Linked DNA regions of Gossypium hirsutum: regions 1 and 3 are each linked to region 2. Evidence: chromatin contacts called from public Hi-C data. All regions are on one chromosome and are shown on one strand. Each heading gives the region's core, a stretch centred on a gene start, on an enhancer-like site or on the middle of the called end of the contact. The rest is flanking DNA. Distances are from core to core; before and after follow the strand shown.

Region 1 (3,961 bases), core at 763-3,262, 160 kb before region 2:
ACGCTACAAAACATACTGGCTGAATAAATCTCAAATATAACCCAACAAACAGCCTGAGCCAATGGTTGTGGAGATATTTAAGACCACCATGGAGCGTCACCGGTTCTGAAATCTGTTTCCACCCATGGAACAAATACTACCTTCCCGTCTTCAACACCAGCGTGTGCCAATGCCAAGGACTGTTCGATCACACAATAAAGTTGCCCATTAACTCATTACTATAAACAATTAGATTATATATATATATAAAGAAACTATAACAAAATGATACAAAAACATATTCTGAGCACAAAAAATTTTGGATGCCTAAACTTTTAAATACAATACTAAATGCATGTGTTTGTTTGGCAATGAATCATGAGGGATAAACCTATTCTAAGATTCTTTAATAAAGAAGAGCATCTACATTATATTTCCAAGCGGTTTATGGCCTGATGAGATTTTCCTAATGTTGATGAGTGAAACAACCAAAAATGTATAACTTAGCTGTCAATCAGACTCACCAAGGGGGCAGGTCCTCTCACAACTCTTCCTTGATCGTTGTATTGGGATCCATGGCAGGGGCATATGAACTTGTTCTCGGCTTGATTCCACGGAACAACACACCCAAGGTGTGTGCACACAGCATTTATACCATATGTTGCAAGAGTTCTGTCCTTCTCTACCACTAGGTAGGTTGGGTCTCCCTGAAAATAAACAAAATCCATTTTTATATCAACTTTCATAATGCAGTTACTGCTACTGCTCTCGTTAATGGTTTCTCATGCCTAACATTAGCAAGAGACAAATAACCTAAACATAAAAAAAGATTGAGCTCAACCAATGGCAAGCATAGCTCATAAGTCACTGTTGACCGCCAAAGAACTTACATGGCAAACAATTTCCTAGAAGAAACCAGAGCTCTTCGTTATTTCATGTTGAATGCTCTTAGGATGGTCTGAAACATTCAATTATAACAAACTGTAATTAACACCATGTGTACTTACCTTCAATCCTTGAGTCAGGGTTCGGTCCCCAGGGCCATGAGTCTTGAGCCATTCTTCGGCAATTACATCATTTCCGATTGCGTCCTTGGCAACGGTGCCACCACCGGTACCCCGTCCCCTGGTAATAAAGGTTTAATACAAACAGTGATAAATGATAATGAGATAACCTATCAAGTAAAGCCAAATCTTTTGAATGAAAATTCATCAACCACTTAATTAGGGAAAATAACATGGTTTATAATTTTAATATTTGATGACAGTAAGTTGAATAACTATTTTTCCATGGTTTCAGAACATGCTTATAATTGATAAAATAAAGGATCAATTCTATATATACTACCATCATATTGGAGATAACATAATACTTGACCAATTTCATGCTTGTGGTCATACTTAACCACGATCATGTTGTTCTGCCTATAAGAATTAGATGCATCATTTAGCATCCTCAGATCTCGATACTTGATTAGGAACTGAACAAGGAAAGAGGAGGAGAAGTTACCCAGATGGGACAAAGAAGGCTGCATAAGGAACCAACATGAAACCTGAGGGAAGTGAAATAGCCCCCAACAGAAGCAGATTCATGAGCTGCCTCTTGCCCATGTCTGGCACTCTATCAGCAGGGATGCTAGTGGCCTGGCATGTGATCCTCATTCCCTTTTCGTTTTTGACCATATGGGTTCTCGTTGGTTTCACAAGAAACGCTCGTGATGGGCAGAACATGCCACTCTTGCCGGCGCATAGCTGTTTCATACCAGAACACACACACATAAAAAAAAGACCTTCAGTAAAAAGTCTTGAAGGAATAATTTACAGAGTAATTTAAAGTAATGAAACGTTTTGGGATACACCTGCGAAGGAGCTGCAGGGGAGAAAGTTGAGGAAGCCATGATAAACAATAGTTGGGGTTTAGTGGTGAGACGGATGGCGTGTGTTTTCCATCCCTTATTATGCAGATGAGTGATCAAAGTTCTATCGACCACCGTAGCAAGAAGATAAGGCACGTATGAAGCTATGGTTGCCACATGTTTGTGGAATGTGGACAATGGTTCTCGCTCTTCGTTGCAAGTGGCCTAGCCCAATCGCACAAAAATTCAGGACTTTCACATACTGCAACGTCAGTTGGGGTCCTGGTCCAGCTAAATGGGCCGCAGTAGCACATATGTTTCTCTCATCTGCTCTGCGTTTGCTTCTTTGTAACACCCATTTTTATGTGGCCTGCACTCACCGTCCTTTTCCATTCATTTTCAGTTCTGTTTTTTTTTTTTTTTTAAGTTCTCTATGTTTAGCAGAGCCCAGGGTGGAGAAAAAAAAATCCCAGTATTTATTATTGCTAAGAACAATGATTAATAGTGGTGATTTAGTGGATGTTGTTTGAACCGAATCAGATCGGTCAATTAGATAAAAAAAATTGATCAATGTATTGATTTAGAATGAGACTTTGAATGGGTTAAATTTGTTATTATTGAACTCGAATTTTTAATTTCTCAAAATTTTAATAATTTTATAATTCAATCGTTGGGATGACGAATTGATGTTCTGATCAATTCAACTTGGTGTGGTTTAAAAATATTAGATTTAGTAGATAATTGTCTATGGTGTTGAGCATATGTGTGGTGAGGATAGTGCCATAAGGATCAATTTGTCACTCCTTGAACCATGTCTCATGCTAAGGGTTAATTTCTCATTACATTTTAGAAGTGTTTTTGAAGAGTGTTGTGTAAAAGTGTTTTTTTAAAGTTTGGTTTAAATTTTAAGTGTTTAGTAAAAAATGCATTAAAAAAATAAAATGTCAATTTTAAATATGATGTTATAAAATAAAATATGCATTTAAATAATATTCATATTAAAAATTATTATGATATTTTAATAAGAATATAAAAAATAATTTATTATAATTCATTATTAATATTTATATATATGAAATATAAATTTCAAAAAATTTAAGTAATTAATATTAATTTTTTTAAAATTTAATTTGAATATGTAAGTTATATTTTAAATATATAATGTTATATATTTCAAATAAATTTTAATACGAAAATAATTGTAAAATTAATATAAATATTATATAAAATACATTGGATTATATAAATAATGGTTAAAAATATCATTTTACTCTAAAAGTGATTTTCCTAAACATGAAAGTCAATTTTATGTTTGAGTTCAAAAGCAGTATTTAAAAAAAAAAACTTAAGTCATGTTTTATTTGTTTTTTTTTTAAGTTCAAATTTTCTTTGTAAACTTTCATATATTTGTAATTAAATATTAAGATATATTTTTTTAAAATTACATAATTAAAAGAGTAAAATGATGTCATGGTACAATTTTAAAGTGCCACATAATCACCTATTAAATGACATTACAAAGCAATGAGTAATTTATTGATGGAATTCAAGTTCAGAGAAAAAATTAAGGACCAAATTGAGAAAATTTAGTAAATTTAAGGACTAAATATTATTTTATTCTTTGCTCTTTTTTTGACACATTAATAATTTACATTATACAAAGTTGATGGTAAATATTTAGTATACAAACAGTGTAATATTTTAACACTACAAGCAAAGTTAAAAAAACTGTCATGTACTTTTTTTTTATATTTATTTTTTAAATATTTTATTATATGTTATAAGACACATATCATCCTTTCAAATTTTAATGATAAAATAATTAAATTCTAACCTTTAAATAGGAAAATGAGTTTACGATAACATGTTCGAACCCACGTAATTTTACACTAACAACAATATGAATACTTATAATAAAACCAACCAAATTACTAGATTTGGTAGCAATCTTTTGATTAAATGTGAAGAGAGAACTTTAGGTTGGATTCCAAATCATGGTAGGAAATATATTATATTTTTGTATCCATCAATTGAAAAGCGATGAGCTCTAACCTTAGGTCCTTAATAAAGAAAGTAGCTTCAACATGCGCCAGAGAGGCATGAATGAAAAGGATTGGTACGTAAATT
Region 2 (4,370 bases), core at 1,525-4,024:
TTTGCCATGAAATCGTATACTAACAACTTTCTCGAACCCTCCAAGCAGAACCCTCGAAGACGATCGAGATTAATATGATTGATCTTCCCAATTGTATTGACTTCTGCACGAAATTGTTTCTCTCCCTGATTGATGCTCTCAAGCTTCTTCACAACTATAGTACTTCCATCTGGCAAAGTCCCTCTGAAAACAGTACCAAAGGCTCCTTTTTCCCAATTTTTCAGAGAATTTCTTGGTTGCCTTGTGTAAATATCTGTATCCAAAGACCATGAGTGGACCTTCTTCCGGTTCTGGAGTGATATTTGTGTCCTTCCTTTCATAATTGCAAGAATCATTAGGCCTACAAGTAGTAGTCCTACTGAAAAAGCAAATGCAATAACAATCACTCTCTTCCTATTTGTGGAACTAGATTCATTAGAAATATTAGAATCCATCATCTTGATATACAGAATTTTCCCTCTAATATCATCGTGTCCAAGTTGTTTCAGACTCAAGAGGTCTCCAATCCAAATAGAACACTGATTGTCTTCCTTAAGCATAAGAAGTACAAGAGCGATTCTTTAGACAGGTTGATTTGCATTCCATGCTGCTACCAGCTATCGTAATTTGTGGATGTGCAGGGAAAGTTGTGTTGCGGCTTTCTAAGAATTGGTCCCCCCTGCCAACACTAGCATTGTCGCACTGCAATTTAGTCTTCCTGATACACCCTTCAGAACAAACTTATCGGTTCCAATTCTGTTCAGAAGTTGGCTGAAAGCCAGTCAAACAATCACAAGACGAGTTCTCATTGCAGCTGCCAGAAGCCCCACAATAAGCATAAACCTGGCATTCTTGTCTCGGCAGTGACCAAAACACATTCCATTGCTTGTTGCTTTCTGAACATGACTGTTGCTTAATCAGCCCCGAAATATCGATAACAAATCGAGATATGGTATCAGGATTATAAAGCGAATAAGTAAAATGACTCTCCGTTTTCGTCCGAATGAAAGCTGAAGTTGTAGATATAATTCAATCTCATTTCTGGGACTAAGCTGAAAATACTTGCTGGTTCATCCCAAGGTCCACTTGTCCAGAAATACTCGGTCCTATTCCACATAATAAGATATTGATAGGTTCCTCTGGGATCTAGCTCCAGAGAGAAGAAACCCGGCGCAGGATCTTCTGAATTTTTCCATGAAATAAGAAGTTGACTTTGTTTGGTTCGTTTATTTAAGCCAATCTTACCACCAGGAAGCCATGTGTGTGTTGGATGATCAAAACTTTGCCGCAAAGGTGTTGATGAATTAGGACCATCTCTTAAAAGAAGATTCCCTGTATCTTCAAGGACTGCTACTACAGAAGTTGAGTTGCTTGAGCTAATATTTTGGGACCAAATTGGTACTTGGGACTCGTTGAACAAACCTAAGTTACCATCAGATACTTTCAGTTCTGAAGAGTATATATCACGGACCGGTATCTCCCTGTTTGCAACCCAAACTGGGGTCTGTTCAGAGACCTTGCCGCCGTACCATATGCCTATGTAGTAGTTGGAAGACTTACCTGGTGTGAAGAAGCCGAACACGAAGTTTCCACCCGATGAAACAATGGTCTGATTACCGGAGAGAGATTTGCTGAGAATGTGTCTGCTCCTAAGGAGAGTAACCAAATAAAGAGTGGCAGGGATAGTTTCAAACATGGATTATTATTCCTGTTGTCCAAGGCTGTAAGAGGATTCCTGGGAGGGGAAAAAACACATATTTCAAAGGACAACCACAAAGCTATTTGAGACAAGGAAGAACAGGTATCAATCAAAGGTGGTTGAGAATACAAGTATGGCCTGCCTTGTTTCCACACAGAACATGGGCATTTTAGTTATCAAATCTTTTTCGATAAAAAGTAATGCATGTAATAAAATACTTGGCTTACGGCATTCTATAATTTTTGAAGCGGCATTGGCATTTTAGTTTTACAAATCACACAATGAGCAATTTCTAGCCGAACACCAGCTTTAAATGCCGTACCAGTAAACAAATTAGCGCAAAGGCAGCTTGGTTTCTTGAGCTTTTTCTCCATTAAAATGCAGGTGCAGCAACGCTCCGGAACTAGAGTTCTCACATAAAATAAACAAATTAAAATCACAGTTGGAAACCCAAATACCAAATCCAGGGAAAATAGCAAGGTGCAATGGCGCAACTTCAAGTTTATGGGCCTGGTGGAGAAACTCATGATATCTCTAATTCATGATATACGTTTTCTAGAAGCTGTACTTGATCTAAAAGAATAATATGTATATTTGAAAAAAAAAATTAAAGAGAAATATTTTAAATTTTCTAGAATTTACATATTTTGAATTTTTTTTCCAAATTTTCAATTTTTTCAAATATCTAGAATGTTTTAGTTAAAATTTCAAATATTACAAATCTTCTAAAATTTCTTTTAATTTTTTTTGTTCAATTTCTAAAACTCAAAATTAAAAATAAAAATGTCGATGTAGCGCATTCTAAAATTGTGGACTAAATTAGGTAGCGGAATAATAAGTAAAATACTTTTAGAGGGACAAAATATTAAGTATAAATATTTGTATGAATGTTGTTTAAAACGTAGCGGGTTAGTTTAACTCATAAAAAAAATGTGATAATAATTTATTTTACTCTTTTAATTTTATAAAAAGAAATATTTTAATTTTTTTTTTACTTTTACATTTTTATTTTTATTAAATTTGAAAAAAAAAAAAAACCTTTACTGCACGTGAGAAAGTTAAAGAAATATTGGATGGCCCATTCGATATATAGTTCCCATTAGCGGCTCCCCATTGTCAGCAGTTTTTAGAGCTCACCGAAATTTCTGTGATCTTCAATTCCCAAACCCCAAAAAGGTCAACCAAAAACCTTTGTCTTCTGTGCCGATGAATCCACAACAACCCAATCCATCGGAACCCGACCTTCAGGTTCCATCCCTCGCTTCCCTCCGAATCCAGCCCTCTTCCCCACGTTTCCCTTTCTCTACCCCCATCGCCGGTTCTCAGCGTCGCATCGCCATCGCCGTTGACTTAAGCGACGAGAGTGCTTATGCCGTCCGCTGGGCTGTCCAGAATTACCTTCGTCCGGGAGACGCCGTCGTCCTCCTCCACGTACGTCCGACTTCCGTCCTTTACGGAGCCGACTGGGGCTCTATCAAACTCCAAATTACCCCCAACTCCACGAATAATCACGAAAACGCCACCGCCATCAGCGGCGATCACTCCGACGAAGAGTCGCAGCAGAAACTCGAGAACGACTTCGACGTTTTCACGACAACCAAAGCGAACACGCTGGCCCAGCCGTTAGTGGATGCTCAGATTCCGTTTAAAATCCACTTAGTAAAAGACCATGACATGAAGGAGAGATTGTGTTTGGAAGTGGAGAGATTAGGGCTGAGTGCAGTGATCATGGGGAGCAGAGGATTCGGAGCCTCTAGAAGAACCTGCAAGGGAAGGCTAGGAAGCGTTAGTGATTATTGCGTCCACCACTGCATTTGTCCTGTGGTAGTGGTCCGGTACCCTGATGAGGAAAATGGAAATGGTGGAGCTGAGAAGGTGACGAAGAAGAACATTGTTGAAGATGTGGAGCTGCAGCCGGTACCTGAAGAGGAACAGGAGTGTCATGATGCGGAGGAGGGATACACAGGTTTGGGTTTTCGTTTTTGTAATTGATTTTGTCTGTGTTTGATGGTTATCAACTGGTTCCATTTCTGAGAGTTTTTATGGCTTTATGAACATGATGAACTGCTTGGTAGAAGTTCCAAATACTATAGTTTATGACTTGTGAGAAGTAAGAAGTACCAGCCTGAATTGAGGTTTTGCTTAGTTGTTAGGGTATTGGCTGGGAAAGATAATGAAAATAATGAAGATTATTAAACCATTGAAGGGATAGCACTAGTACATGATATTTTAGCCTAGAAATCATGATTATAGACATTTGGAATTAACCTGATGAAATGGCCTATGGACTTGGAGATGCGGAATTTAGTGCATAACACATAATACTTTAGGCCTTACATGTTGTGTTTGGTGTTACCATTGTTTCTAGAGCTGCAGAAACATGCAAGGCCTTAGTATTATTTGTTTTTTGTAATCTTTAAGTTAAACAATTATGTATATTACTATAAAAATTACTTCTCATTGATTCATATTTCTTGTTATCAGATGCTTAGTATGACTTGGAGCACTGACGAGTGCCTACTGATTCAGGTAATTAATATGACTCCAAGCTTTAATCTGTTTAAGACCCATTTGTGAATTCTTTCTTTCCCTTCACACCTATGAATTGCCTTTTAATAGTAGCAGAGAACAAACGCTTTGTTCTTAATGTAAAACCCATATTGATAATGTGCCATTTAATGCATTATTAGTT
Region 3 (4,037 bases), core at 1,161-3,660, 160 kb after region 2:
TCTACCTTTCATTCCATTTTATTTTGTACATATTTTATGGATAATTTTACATTATGTCATGTGAATTATTGTTGTATATCATTTTTATTGATTATTCATTATCCATGATTAAGAATTTGTCACATTTTGTTTAGAATAGCTATACATAATTGGGGATTTGTCAATTGCGACTTGTTGTGACTTATATATCATGTTCATAAACTCTTCCTCATGCAAACGTTTTGATACAACTCATTAAGCATTCTATTTTAAAATAGATTAACACATTTTTGAGCAAGTCTTCAATTTTCTTTATCATTCAAAAAATTCTAAAATAAGGCAATATCCAATATGTGGGGAATTCGGAAAATTGTGCTCAATCGTATTGGCTATGATTTTTTCGGTGAACCAAATATTTGGATAACCTTTTTATAATCTTTACGAGTTTTTTAAAAGTCAAACAATCAATAGTATTTTTAAAGATATAAAGGATCGTATCTAATCGTACTGGGTATGATACTGCATATCTTTGAAACAAGAGATTTTTGACCTCTACTTTGAGCTATTCAAACAGTTTTTTAAAAAAAAATCATACTTCGGAAAATCTTTTCTTTAAAAAAACTTTTGATATAAAGATAACATCAAATCAATTGGGTACCAATTTTTGGGCGTAATGAAGGTGCTAACCCTTCCTCATGCATAATCGACTCCCCGAACCCCTTTTTTTATTTTACATAAACTAAATTTATTTTTCATTGAGTAAAGTGTTTTAATAGGTGATCCAATCACACCTACATCAAGAGATTGGTGGCGACTCTACATTTTTGTTTTTCAAAGTCGATCCCCATTTTTTTCAAAATTAAAAGGGTTTCGACACTTATTAATGCTACAGATAAGAGTATGACCAGAAAAACTCCACATACCTAATTACACGTCTGAACTAATCGTATCCCATTGACTCTGGTAGAGCAAAGCATGGATTCCATTCGAATTCGGAGCCTTCAAGGATCCCATGCTAAACAAAGCATTACAAATTTCCTCACTAATGACATCCAAAGCTAGAAAATCTAGAGAGCCAGAATCTAGAGTCGAGAAACAACCATGCAAAGGGAACAAGCCGAGAGCTTGATCATCCAAAGAGTAGAGTGAAGAGAAGTATTAGACTGCCTCCTCTTGAAGAACCTCATTGTCATTACACCAAAGATCTCCAACTTTTAAAGCAGAAAATCTGTTTAAATTTTGCCTAACGAGAGCTTATTATGCAAGAATTTTGTATTCTAGTCTCCAAACTGAATCCAATTTATTCTTGATTTTTGTTTCCATTGTAAATCTTCCTCATCAAGGACCTTTTCATACTTCACACGCAAATTACATTCAAGTTCCAAAAGGAAACTTGAACACCTTCGGTCTAATGCAGCTTGAACCTTATCAATACGATGAGCAAGCCAGTGTTTCCTTCTAACAATATGACCAAAAACCTTAGAATTTCATCTTTTTAGTTCCGTAGTGAGTGAGCTAAGATTACTCAATATGTCCGCCCCATATCTCCAATTGTCACGAACAAGTTGTGCAAAAGACGGATGATTAACCCAAGGGGCTAAGAAACGAAAAGGCCTATCATTCCGAGCTTGTCTTGGGGAGTTCATTGATAACAAGATAGGTTTATCATCCGATTTTAAGTGAGGAAGATGGACAATAGTCGCTTCTGGGAAACACTGACACCACCACTATACCTATAACCTTCCCAACCTAGCCTAGACGTTAGACCCGAATTTAGAAGATCATATCAGTCACCGAGATGGCCTAAAGGGTTATCGGAGCTTTTGAAAACAATTATTTTAAAATATTTGTTCAATTCAGTAAAAAATTCAGTTACAATCCGTTTTATTATCCTCAAAATCTTAATTTAATTTGGCAGCAGAAAAAAAACTGTGAAAGGAGGAAAGGGGAAGAAAGAGGGAGGTGCTTGGAGTCATTTGGCCCCATGTTTCCTTGCAACGTAGCTGCCATATCTCACTGAACGACTTGCTGCTTTAGTTTCTGGCATTGGATCATGAAAGCGACTGCCACACTTGAAAAAAAAGCCATAAACATTGACAATATAGTCTAAATGGGGTCGCTTTCATCTAATATAAAGTAATAAAGCTAAAATGGTGAAAAGAGGAAGTGCATGGAGTCCCGCGAAATCAGTTATCATATCTTAATCACACAAGAAGACGAAAAAGCACAAATTAAAGTGAAGGGGGTCCCTCCTAATAACCAAAAAATCCAAGCGCCTTGACTTCTTTGCCCAAACCATCCAATCACTTTTGACCCCACTCTTACCTATGCCATTGCTAACCCCCTCTAAAGGTGTGTTCATAGTTTGAGATCGAGATTTGGAGTCCTATCAAACACACTCTATGAGGTTTTTTTTTTTCAGGTTTAAAGACCAGCAACGGACTACTTTTAGACTAAGAACATTGAATCCGAAATACAATTGGCGGTGCTACCTGGAAAAGCATAAGAGTAAAATCACAAGGGAAAATTCATTTTTTAAAAATCCTATTCCAGCTATATGCGACAATATTTCACCATCATCCTTGACAGTCGATTTCCTGAACAGTTTTAGCTGCCTTGTGCTTGGTGGGGGCGTTTTTAGATAATGGAAAACAACAGCACATCACTTGTTACATAGAGAAGAGAATATGAAAATTTCTACACAACAGGTGGTTCCTAAGCTAATGATTGTCTCCCTAGTTTTTGATACTCAAAACAAAAATCATTACTGCAAGAATCGTTTGTCAAGACAGATGCTATCCTCATTATTTTTGCACACACTTGTGTTTTGCAGTTACATTCTTTGTTCTTCTGCTAAAGAGACCATAACATCAAACAGTTCGATCAGTGATGGTGAAGGAGATAGCCTGGTTTCGCCAGGAAAAAGGTTTGAACTTGGATTTTTTACTCCTAATGGAAGCTCCAACACCAGGAGATACTTGGGGATATGGTATTATGGCTCAAACCCGCAAACGGTCGTATGGGTTGCCAATAGAGACAAGCCACTTTTAGATGATAGTGGAGTCTTTGTTGTTGGAGAAGATGGCAACCTCAAGATGCTGGATGGAAATGGGGAATCTTTCTGGTCAACGAATCTTAAAGCAGTGCCTTCTGGATATACAAAAGCCAAACTGACAGATACTGGGAACCTGGTGCTGTTCAATGAAGAACAAGAAAGCCACTCAGAAAGCATTATATGGGAGAGTTTTCATAATCCCACTGATACATTTCTTCCAGGGATGAGAATGGATGAAAATATGGTACTAACTTCTTGGAAAAGTTTTGATGATCCAGCTCCAGGGAATTTCACATTTCAGATAGACCAAGAAAGAGTAAACCAGTTCATTATTTGGAAAAGAACAACAAGGTATTGGAAAAGTGGTGTTTCTGGTAAATTCATTGGCCCTGATGGGATGCCTTCAGCCATGCCATCAGCAATTTCTTTCTTTTTGTCAAATTTTACCACCGTTGTACTCCACAACGAGTCCATGCCACATCTTACCTCCTCATTATACAGCGACACAAGGATGACTATCAGTTTCTCCGGTCAAATTCAGTATTTCAAGTGGGATTCTGGGAAGATCTGGTCCTTGATTTGGGCTGAGCCTAGAGATAAATGCAGTATCTACAATGCATGTGGAAATTTCGGTAGCTGCAACAGTAACAATGACTTGATGTGTAAATGTCTGCCTGGCTTTGCACCTAGCTCCCCTGCAAATTGGAATAACCAGGATTATTCTGATGGATGCACTAGGAACTCGAGAATCTGCGACAAGAAGGCTAAGATCGATACGTTCTTGAGTTTGAATATGATGGAAGTGGGGAATCCAGACTCTCAGTTTAATGCTAAGGGTGAAATGGAATGCAAATTTGAGTGCCTTAGCAACTGTCAGTGCCAGGCGTTTTCCTATGAAGAACCTGATAATATGCAACAAGGTGGTAGCCGCATTGCTGCATGCTGGATTTGGTTGGAAGATCTCAACAATATCCAGGAAGAGTACGAAGGTGGCCGTAACCTT

What was found. A called contact is a pair of places that touch in the nucleus more often than the background predicts.
Region 1: a contact with region 2 is called in a Hi-C map of leaf, with 4 times the contacts expected there. The contact joins the promoter of LOC107886732 here to the promoter of LOC107886676 in region 2. A contact is called at or near these places in 4 of 34 Hi-C or Micro-C datasets (leaf and petal).
Region 3: a Hi-C map of leaf shows a contact between it and region 2, with 2.4 times the contacts expected there. The contact joins the promoter of LOC107886818 here to the promoter of LOC107886676 in region 2. A contact is called at or near these places in 7 of 34 Hi-C or Micro-C datasets (anther, callus, leaf and 1 more).

What each region holds. Positions count from the first base shown.
Region 1 is chrA03:106,719,423-106,723,383 of Gossypium_hirsutum_v2.1, forward strand. LOC107886732 (cytochrome b6-f complex iron-sulfur subunit, chloroplastic) reads right to left here and starts at 2,013. Exons shown (of 5, transcript XM_041101058.1): 1 at 1,838-2,013; 2 at 1,489-1,730; 3 at 987-1,104; 4 at 488-686; 5 at 1-179. The coding sequence starts at 1,876. The coding sequence ends at 151.
Region 2 is chrA03:106,878,663-106,883,032 of Gossypium_hirsutum_v2.1, forward strand. LOC107886676 (universal stress protein PHOS34) reads left to right here and starts at 2,775. Exons shown (of 3, transcript XM_016810721.2): 1 at 2,775-3,644; 2 at 4,163-4,207. The coding sequence starts at 2,885. The coding sequence ends at 4,170. It also overlaps the pseudogene LOC107888105.
Region 3 is chrA03:107,038,449-107,042,485 of Gossypium_hirsutum_v2.1, forward strand. LOC107886818 (G-type lectin S-receptor-like serine/threonine-protein kinase At4g03230) reads left to right here and starts at 2,411. Exons shown (of 8, transcript XM_016810899.2): 1 at 2,411-4,037. The coding sequence starts at 2,667.